Regions from separate parts of the Mus musculus genome. Here region 1 is linked to region 2. A link is a contact called in public HiChIP or PLAC-seq data. All regions are on one chromosome and are shown on one strand. Each heading gives the region's core, a stretch centred on a gene start, on an enhancer-like site or on the middle of the called end of the contact. The rest is flanking DNA. Distances are from core to core; before and after follow the strand shown.

Region 1 (5,149 bases), core at 1,574-4,073, 790 kb before region 2:
GCTAGTTAAAAAGAAAATGAATATTCACTAGTGATTCTAAATGTATCTGAAGCTTTGGGTCTCTGTTGCTGGTAGACGTCACGCTATGCAGACTCTCAACCCTGGGTTAAACCTCTGCCATGAGACTCTTATGAAATAAAGATTTAGTTTTGGGTTTGTAGATTGTCTCTGGAGATAATCTACACACACACACACACACACACACACACACACACACACAGGGCTGGAAACTGGAGTCAGTCATAAAGCAGGATTCATATGACCACTGGCATTAAACTACAATGAATTCATTCAGAGTTTCAGCAGCACAGATGTCAAAGGGAGTCTAGGATCAACTCTGGGAGGCCACCCAAGCTCATCCTAAGAGCCTTTGCAGGCAGCATGGATTCTGGGTAGTTCTGGAAACCTGGAACTTTTAAAAGTGCTTAGGAAAGTCCAGAACTACCAGAGTGTTTCCCCTGACTAGATACACTGTTGTTACTCATGAGCCAGATGTGGTGCAAACCTGTAATTCCAGCACCCTAGAGACAATAGCTGGAGGATCCTGATATGGAAACCAGTCAAGAGCTGCTCAGACTTCCGGGATGGAGACAAGGGAGGGGCTGCCAAAGGCCAGAATAAAAAAGGTAGCAAAGAGTTGCTACCTGGAACTCCTCATCATGTGGAACCCACAGTTTCTGGGAGACTTGGCTTCTACTTCAATAATCACTGTGACATCTACATCTGATTCCTGAAGAGAATCAGATTCAGAAAAGTGTGAGGTGGGTGCAATCTCACACTGTGTTTACAGTGGCCTGAATTCTGATGAGCAGGTTATCAGTAAAAAATGCATTCACATGATTTCAGCCAACTCCCCACAAAAGCAGCACAAACACTATTAATCTTGCAATATGTATTATATATGTGTGTATACATTATATATTATCCACGTGCGCGCACACACATATAGTTGTTCCTTTGTTGCTGCTTGGGAGTTATTTTAATGATGAAATAATTTTCTCTATATTCATTAACATGAGAAACAATACTGAATCTGCAAACGTGTAATAATATACTCTACTTTTCTGACTCATAGATCACTCATCTACAAAATGCAAGACACAGACTCTACAAGTCTTTACTTGGCTGTTGTAAAAACATGAAGAGGATAGAAAAGAAGAGGGGAAAAAGCAGCGCTTTGTAATACAGAATTGCCTCATGCATTCTAAGCAAAAACAACCCATAATACAAGAGGCCTCAACATTTAGAGTTGAGCGATGACACCATGACTGGTCACCCTCAGTGTATGGAGGTGAAAACTGAGGCTCAAGGGTATGAATTTACTTTCCCCGAGTCACACAGCCAGTGAGGAAAACAGGACTTCCGTCTCCTTTGTCACCTTCAGATCTAACTGGTAACAATTGAACTGAATGCTAATCCCAATGCTAATCCAAGTCCTCCGAAAGCAGCAGTTCTGATTCCGTGCTTACATATTCAAAACAGTTTCAAAGCAGGTTTTGTCTTAAAAGTCCCTAGTTTCCCTGTTCCAGGTACCTTGAGCTCAGACTTTAATCCTTGTATTATTGGAAAGAAACAAATGAATTTTCTCCATGTTCTTTTGAAGAGGGGGAGCTTAACTGCTCATAGAACAGTTAACAGCAGGAGATGTCTCCTCTGCTGCCAATTGAGGGGTCTGTACCCATCAAGGCTACAGGGCCATCCACCTGCCTCCACTACCAGGTGACCAGGCTTCTGTCTGGAAGCGAGCTTTCTAACTATTAACTTTTCCCTCCTCTTTCTTTCATCCATCCTGCTATTTACAGCTAGTTTCTTAAAAGTTCCCAAACTAATAACTCCAGCACAGTTAATTTTTTTCCAGTCTTAGAGAACATTTTTCCCCAATTTTTTATTAGGTATTTTCTTCATTTACATTTCAAATGCTATCCCGAAAGTCCCCTATACCCTCCCCCTTAGCGAACATTTTTATGAAGGAAAACAAAAAAACAAAACATGCAAGCACATTTGAAAACAGAAGGGCCCTGTTTATAAATCTGAGTCCCAGGTTATTTCCTAGATATTCCAAAGATTTTAGTTTTCATATTTTACAAAATGAAAATCCAGAATTACCAGAGTCTTACCTTCAGATGCGTGTGCATGCACACACACACACGCGTGCACACACACACACACACACACACACACACATGCGCGCAGCATCTGGGAACAGTCAACAAATGTATACAGTATCTTGATGCTCAGTCATCCTGTGAGTCCCTCTCTGTGTCGTCTGTCCCTGCAGCATTCTCCATGGGCACAATCAGCATAATACGTAATACATTACTTGTTTTTCAGCTCTATTCAAAAATCTCAGTTCATTCAACAACAACAACCAAAAAAAAAAAAAAAAAAGCCCTTAAGATAGCCCCAAAGCTGGAACACTCCGTGTGAAAAAGCTATGCTTATAGACTCCATTCTTCCTGCCAAGTGAACAATGCTCACAACAGACCACAGGGTTTCCAAATAACCTTTTGGCAATAACTGGAAATTAAAAAAAAAAAAAAAAAAACAGGAAAAAAAAAGCACATGCATTTACCTGTACCAAGCACTCCACAGGTGAGGCAGAGGCGAAAGAAGAAATCCTAGTTCATCTTCTGAAACTTTACAAATCTAATGGTCTTCGGACTCATCCGTCCTCCGAGCTGTCAGGTAAACCCCCCTCCATGCCTCGGCTGTTTTCTTTTGCAGTTTTTCCCAGTGAAACTCTCCTCATTTGCATAAAGCCTATTTGTAGCCTATAGGACTTTTTGAGTAACTACTTGTTAAACTGGCTGTCTTGACATGCTCTTTCAAGCATGACATCATAAATCTCCATGGAAACCTTAACACCACCTGCCTACATGCCAACGTTACCTGTCAAGTAAAGACTGAAACAATCATCTGAAATTGTTCATTAATGAAACCTTTCAGCCGGGCTCGGGATCTTTGCGCGGTGTAATTTGTGCTGTTGGCAGCAAGGGAACCAAAAAAACGGTGGCTTCGTTTTCAAAGCCTGAGCTGTTTTGCAGAAAACAATGATCAAAATTATAGGCATTCGCTAATCTGCCCCTCCCTGTCTAACAATGCACTTAATCAGTGCAAGAGGAAGAAAAAAAAAAAAACCTCACAGTGGCACAAGTGTGCCTCTCTCTACCGGGTAAAGTTACTTTGAAAAATCTTCAGTCTGCACTTGTAAGGTTTTCCTGCTCTTCCCCGCCACCAACCCCCTACCTACTTTTAACCAGGAAAACCTGCAAAACAGGTTCCTTACCTGAGTGTGTGTCTGTGTGTGCGGGTGCAGCTGTGTACATTTGCCTGTGGCCTGTGGCTGTAGAGGTGGGAGGAGGTACAGACATTTTTAACCCTTTCCTAGCAAGCATGTGCATGTCTCCCAAGCTTATACAAGTAGCTGGACAAACACGTATGCAATTTTCACTATCTCAGATTGTTTTTTAAAGATTTTAAATTGCTTTTAGTTTTGTGGATGGGTGCTTCGCTTGTTTGCCTGTTTATATGTGTACCATGTGTGCCCCACTGCCTGCAGCCCAGAAGGCAGCATCACAGCCTCTGGGACAGGAGATACAGATAGCTATGAGCCATCATGTGGGTGCTGGGAAGGGATCTTGGGTCCTAGGCAGCATCAGCAAGCATTCTGAACCATTAAGCCATCTCTCCAGCTCTACTATTACATTCTTTAAAAAATAAAATCCCTACTTGTCCCGAAAACTTCCTGGTTATGATGCTGAGCTAATTACTCCTTCTTTCCACTTCCAAATGTGGCACAGACACGGGTTTAAAACTGCTGATGCCTGCCACTGAAACGTTTGCATGGACCTGCTCCAAATCCACCAGAGTTTACAGACCATTATCAATTGGCTGTCAGGCGCCACAGCATAAAGGACTTCAGCGAGACTGAATGGGATCAGACACAATACCACGGTGCCGGAGACAGCCGGATGCTGCCTTGCTGCAGGATCCAGCAGCTCTCATTCCCCAGCACCCTGCAGCAAGCTGCACAAGGCTCAGCAGCACCTGCCCTCAGAGGCCAGAGAGCAAGTGTTAACCTTTACACTATGCCAAGCTCACATTGTCCTCTGCAGAAAGCAAAGCACTGGCTTCAAAAACTCGGAAGTGGCTCTTTCTGTAAAGGAAAGGGAAGGTCTTTGGATCAGTGAATAGCCCTGACAGATCTGAGTTCTACATTGCCCCAGTTCACAGTCAACAGATGGGACATTACCTTTGAAGGGAACCAAGAACTAGTGGGGTTTAATGCAACAGCTCAGAGTTGGAACCCTCGGGGTAGGTAAGGAGATTCAGAGACTCAATTACTGCCTCTGTGAGTTGCAAATATATCCAGATGAAGCCCAAGCTTATGCTTCACCCAATGGGGGCACAAACACAATGCGAGACAAACAAAAACAAGATAGAACCAAATCTGGGTTTGATTTGGTGGAATCTGCAGATGGAGTGGAAGCACTATTCAATTATAGTTATTCCTCGACGTTCCATTAGAGAGGAGCCCGTGAACATAGATTCAGCAGGCAGAGTGGTTATAATGGGCCAAATCTTCCCTTTAGCTTATTTAGGAAATGACAGTATCTCAGCTTTTGCTTACTCAAGTCAAGCTTGGAAAAGAGATTAAAAAAAAAAATCAGCATCTGAAAGGCACATGAGGATAATTACAAAAATAAGTTGGAGGCAGAAGCCAGGATTAACCCATTCATAGGCAGGCAAGCAGAGGTAAATGCTGGGGATGACATCATTATGGGATGTGGGAACGTTGGCTGATTTAGTGTGGGCTAGTTTCATGCTCCAGCAATCTTAGCCATAAGGACAACACATGAAGGTTGGCACGGATGCCAAGATTTGATTCAAGGTTGGCCAGCCAGTAAGGACTTCTCTTACAGTCCCCAAATGAGGGCAATGCAGAGCTGCCAACACTTCTTAAAGAATAGTATCATGATCTTACTAAACTAGTAACTAAGTTCAGGCATTTAAAACAATGTAATAGTTTGTATGTAAAATGTCCTACAGGCTTGTTTGTTTGAACAGTTACTCTCCAGTGGTTGGTGCTGTTTTGAGAGGCCTTGGCATCTTCAGGAGACAGGGAGTTGGTAGGGGAAGTTAGTAATTG
Region 2 (4,812 bases), core at 1,311-3,810:
GGTGAATTTGACCCAAACACATTAAATATGTGTATAAATTAAATATTTAAAGAACTCCACTAGAGTTTCCAACCTGACTCACTCTTCACAAGATCACCCACCTTAGGAGCCTATGGTTAGCTAGGCAATCAGATAAAATAATACCAGTTAAAGTATTGATCCCTTACTCTGGCTTTGTCTATGATTCTCCCAGACACCTTAGTCCATCAAAAAAAGACCAGCGAAAGGTCCACCAGAGGAGAGGAGAAGCAGTGCTTAGAACTGGGAGGTGGGGAGCTTCCTCTACACTGAAGCCACACCTCCGAGTTGGCTGCTCACAAAGCAATGGCTCAGAATTTGACTCCAGGGAGGATGACCTTACCTCTGAGAGGGAACTTCTGGGTAAAGTCCAATTTGCTGGAAGATACTTTGAATTTAATGTTGTTATCATACAACTATTATTAAATCAGCTTGAGCTAAGAACCAGGACATTTTTATTTGTCATTCTCTTGAGCCATTTGTATAATGTGAATCATCCATCTCTTTCACTGAAGTCATATTGGGTTACAAATAATTCCATCCCCCGAATCTTAGTCCACCTGTACTGGACTTCAGGTTCCACAGAATTTCTCCATTATGATTTCTTTATTGGTTGATGTCACTATCACCTGCTACATAAGGAGCAGGATTGACATAAATAATTACTTAGATTTGAGGAATTTGTGGAAATAACACACAGGGCAGGAACAATAATTGAAAGCATAGGTGTGGATCTATTTCTTTTTTTAATGTAGAAAATACTGGGGTCAGGGCATGGGCTTTACAGCTCTCCTTCAAAACTGTTGGAAAAATAATTCCAATTTGGAGAGATTATACAGCTTGATGAAGGCCACACCTGCTAAGTAGTAGAACCAAGATTTACATTCAGATTTTTCTGTCATCAGAACTTATATACCTTCCTTTCTATCCCACTTCACAAGCAATCAGAGGCTAGAACTGAATAAGAACAGGAATCAATGACTTTAGTTTTAAAAACTGTAAAGTGTTTCCCAAATAATATTGCCCATGAGACATAGAAACATGGAACCAAGGGATGTCTTTAAGACATGCATCAAGATACCTCGGGTGACTATGTGAAAGTTCTGCCTGGAAGCAGAGGGCAGATTAGAGCTGTGTGCTTCTGAAAGCCATTTCTACTTCTGCCTGCTATTATAAGCCCCCTGAAAAGTATCCATGTGGAAGGAGCCACTTCTCCCTATTCCCAGTGGCTCACATCAGTCAAATCCAAGAATTATAATGAGTATCAAAAGCAGCATACCCATAGTTCTGAGGTGAGGATGCTAAATTCTTTATCATTTTTCTGTACGAAGACAAACACCGGACAATTGTTAGCAGCACTCTGCTTGGTGGGAAAACAACCAGGTAGACATTTTTCTTGGACAACTTCCCATTACTCCCAATCCAAAGAATGAAGAAAGAAAAAGAAGAAGAAAACATATGAGCCCAGAAATCATTTGGTTTTGTCCATGGCCACAATTTTCTGCATGCACTATCTATTCTTCATCTTGTATCTATCTCATTAACTGGGCATCAAAGAAAAATGATCACTTCAGACAGTGTTTTTCCTGTGTGTTTAGTTCATGGCATCCATGACTCCTTAATCTTAAACAATGCACCATTTTCATTAAGAAATGACAATAAAGCTTAAAAGCAAAAAAAAAAAAAAAAAAACCATATGTCCAAAATCACAACTTGGATCTTCTCACCAAGTCTGAGCAGATGGCCACAGGCCTACTAAGATGATTCAGACTGACTGCATGATCCTGAGTCATTGCCTAAGACAAGCAGAAGGGATTACAGCTACTCAGCTTAGGATCCAGATAGTCTCCTGGGCCCTGGAAGGTCCCAGGAATTGAGTTCTGGGCATCTGTTATCCAATGATCAAAACTGGAGACCAGGATTTGGGTTCACTAGGTTAAGACTATTCATTGCTTGACATCTAGAATGTAAGGACAGTATTAACAACATTATCCCATATATCCTGCTTTCCTGCTGCCCTATGGACATGTGTTTGTTGAAAACCCAAGGCAGCCATGCTCTTCCTAGGTGAGAGCGATGCAGGATGCAGGAACGCAGGGGAAAAATGGTTTTCGCTTTAGTAGAGAACATGGCAGGGTTTCTGCATAGCTGCTATAGCACCTTTGACATGTGAGAACTCTAGTTGAGTATCCACATGGCTTAACTGTAAAGTGGCATGCCTCTGTGTTGGAATAAAGTGGGACATGGCCATAGGTCACCTGTGTGATGCCTTTTGGGCATCAGGGGACAATGCCACCAAGTGGGAGTATCAGCAGACAAGGAGAGGTCTCTGTGTGGAACCGGAGAGGCCTATTCGAGAATAGAAACCCACGGCGCTGCCACTGAGGGCTGCGGAGTTATTTAAGGAGTGTGTCAAACAGAGAAATTAGGGATCTTAGAAGAGTTTGTCTTGAGCAAAGGAGAGAAATATCACTAGGCACTGCTGTCATCGCTTTGATCATAACCACTGGGGTTGCCTAGGAAACCCAGGTTACAGTCTGCTGCGCTGAAGCTTGAGATAATGGGAAGATTCGGCTCCAAGCCGACCTTGGAGAAAGGAGCAGGGTATAGACCTGTCGGTGATGAAGTCCAACCTTATTTATCCCAGTACCCTTTCAACATGAAGCGATACAATTAAAAGAAGTAATACAATTAAACAGCTCCTTGCGGTTTTCTCTCCTCGAGTAAAAAGAAATGCAACCCCTAGAGGCTCTGCTGTCTTCAAATCTAAAAATGTTACATACTTTCTTCTTTAAAAGACACTATGGGTCTACTGCTTTCCTGCTTCCACTCCAAAACATCAACAAAATTAATAGCACAACATTAGGTATGCACACTTCCGCTGTCCTCACTAACACCTCTGGCACCACTACCAAGTGTCTAGCTACACGTGTTTCTTTCTCTTCTCTTCTCTTCTCTTCTCTTCTCTTCTCTTCTCTTCTCTTCTCTTCTCTTCTCTTCTCTTCTCTTCTCTTTTCTCTCTCTCTCTCTCTCTCTCTCTCTCTCTCTCTCTCTCTCTCTTTTCTCTCTCTCCTCACCTCCTCACCCACTCTTCCTTTTTCAGTAGTAGGATCAGAGGACAAAGCCCAGCACATGGTAGACGAGAGCTGAATTACATCTTCTTTTATGAAACTCTACTCCATCCTCTGCAGTTTTCAGTGAACATCCATTTCTATGGGTCAATAATAATAAGTTATTTCCTGTGACTGGTGACCTTACTGACAATATCTGGCATCACCTAAAAGCCTAGTACCTGTGCATTCCTGTGAAAGATTTCATTGGATCATTTAAGGTGAGGTGACCCACCTTAAATCTGGACCACACCCTCTGGTGGCAGCCCACATAAAAGAACATGAAAGAAGGAAGCTTTGACTTTTTGCCTACCTGCACACATTCTTGTAGGCAAATTTATCTATTCTGTTGCTAAGACTTTTCTCCACTGTCATTAGAACTACTTCTTTGGGATTCCAACATAGACTGAAGACCAGAAGCTCTCTAGGAATCCTCTGGTACTCCAGCACCAGATTGGACTGCTAAGACATCCAGTCTTGTGGACTAAACAAAGTCCTTTGGCCTTTCTGTATGGAGACAGCCATTGCTGGGCTACTTAGATGCCAGCCTATAAACCACTCTAGTCATATATATATATATATATATATATATATATCTTTTCAATCTAGAGAACCCTGACTAATACAATTTCCAATGGAATACTCCCCTTCTAATTAATAAAACCTATAGCTATGGGATCAATAAGACTACAGGAAAACTCAATGATACACAAAAAGCAGTACTTAAAAGATGCATCTCTAACTCCAAATATGCACCAACAAAACCAGAATATTGTAATAAAACAAAAATAGCCAATTTTAAAACTAAAATGGAAAATATAAGAGCTGAACCAAGAAAAATTTAGGCAAAAGAAACTGGGGCAGAGCTCACAGCTCAATCATCTATACAGGCTGAGTTCAGTCTCTAGAACAGGTGTACAACAAGGAAAGACTTCAACATTCTTAGACAGCAAAACTATTCAGTGAAGATAGACCCTGTTACTATGTGTTTTAGGTATTTTCCAACTGTTGCAAACAACAACAGCAAAAAGAACAAAAATCTGACAAAAAGCAATTTAGGGGAGGAAGAGTGCATTTTCACTCAGTTTGAGCGTTCTCAGGGGAGAGGTCCAGTGGGAGGAGCATGAGGTGGCTTGTTACATTGCATCCTCCGTCAAGAAGCAGGGAGTGATGAATGCTCGTATTTGGCTCATTTTCGTCTGTTGATTTTTGTCCTAGCCTCCAGCCCATAGATTCCAGTCTGTGAACTTGAGATATTTACCATTTTCTTCCCCTTTATGCATAGTCACTTGTGTGTTAAGAACACAATCTATCCTCTGCAGGAGTATATTTTCAAGTAAATTTCAAAGTATTCTCAGATATGAACACATATGCAAACACTGAGCCATCCACTTATGTAAGAGATAAGATGAAAGACAACCCACCTCATGGGTGCCCTGTGACATTTAAAACAAAAAGCTTTAATGTAGAGACCTTTAATAGGTAACAAGAATATTTTGAAAATATTCTTAAAATGCAAATTGTAATTGAACATAATACTATTTTTGTTTTATGTCTGAGATTATCATATAGTTATATTTTTCACTTCTGTGTGTGTGTGTGTGTGTGTGTGTGTGTGTGCATGCGCACGTGTGTGTGTGTTCCTAAATAGATCATGTCCAGCTCATATAATGCTACTTGTATG

Evidence for each region. HiChIP or PLAC-seq counts read pairs in DNA pulled down with a chosen protein or histone mark.
Region 1: an H3K27ac HiChIP or PLAC-seq map of SST interneurons shows a contact between it and region 2, with 4 times the contacts expected there. The contact joins two enhancer-like sites. A contact is called at or near these places in 2 of 115 datasets of contacts at active chromatin or transcription factors (SST interneurons and astrocytes).

What each region holds. Positions count from the first base shown.
Region 1 is chr2:20,545,540-20,550,688 of GRCm38.p6, reverse strand. The region is part of intron 3 of Etl4 (enhancer trap locus 4); the gene reads right to left. Among named protein-coding and RNA genes, the nearest start is that of Gm17171, 210 kb to the right of the region's middle. Within about 2 kb of position 2,823, at least 109 of the 459 cell types and tissues checked have an H3K27ac peak or open chromatin away from gene starts, as enhancers often do. A contact at or near this core is called in SST interneurons, where this site is marked.
Region 2 is chr2:19,750,664-19,755,475 of GRCm38.p6, reverse strand. No RefSeq gene overlaps it. Among named protein-coding and RNA genes, the nearest start is that of Gm24670, 62 kb to the right of the region's middle. Within about 2 kb of position 2,560, at least 11 of the 459 cell types and tissues checked have an H3K27ac peak or open chromatin away from gene starts, as enhancers often do. A contact at or near this core is called in SST interneurons, where this site is marked.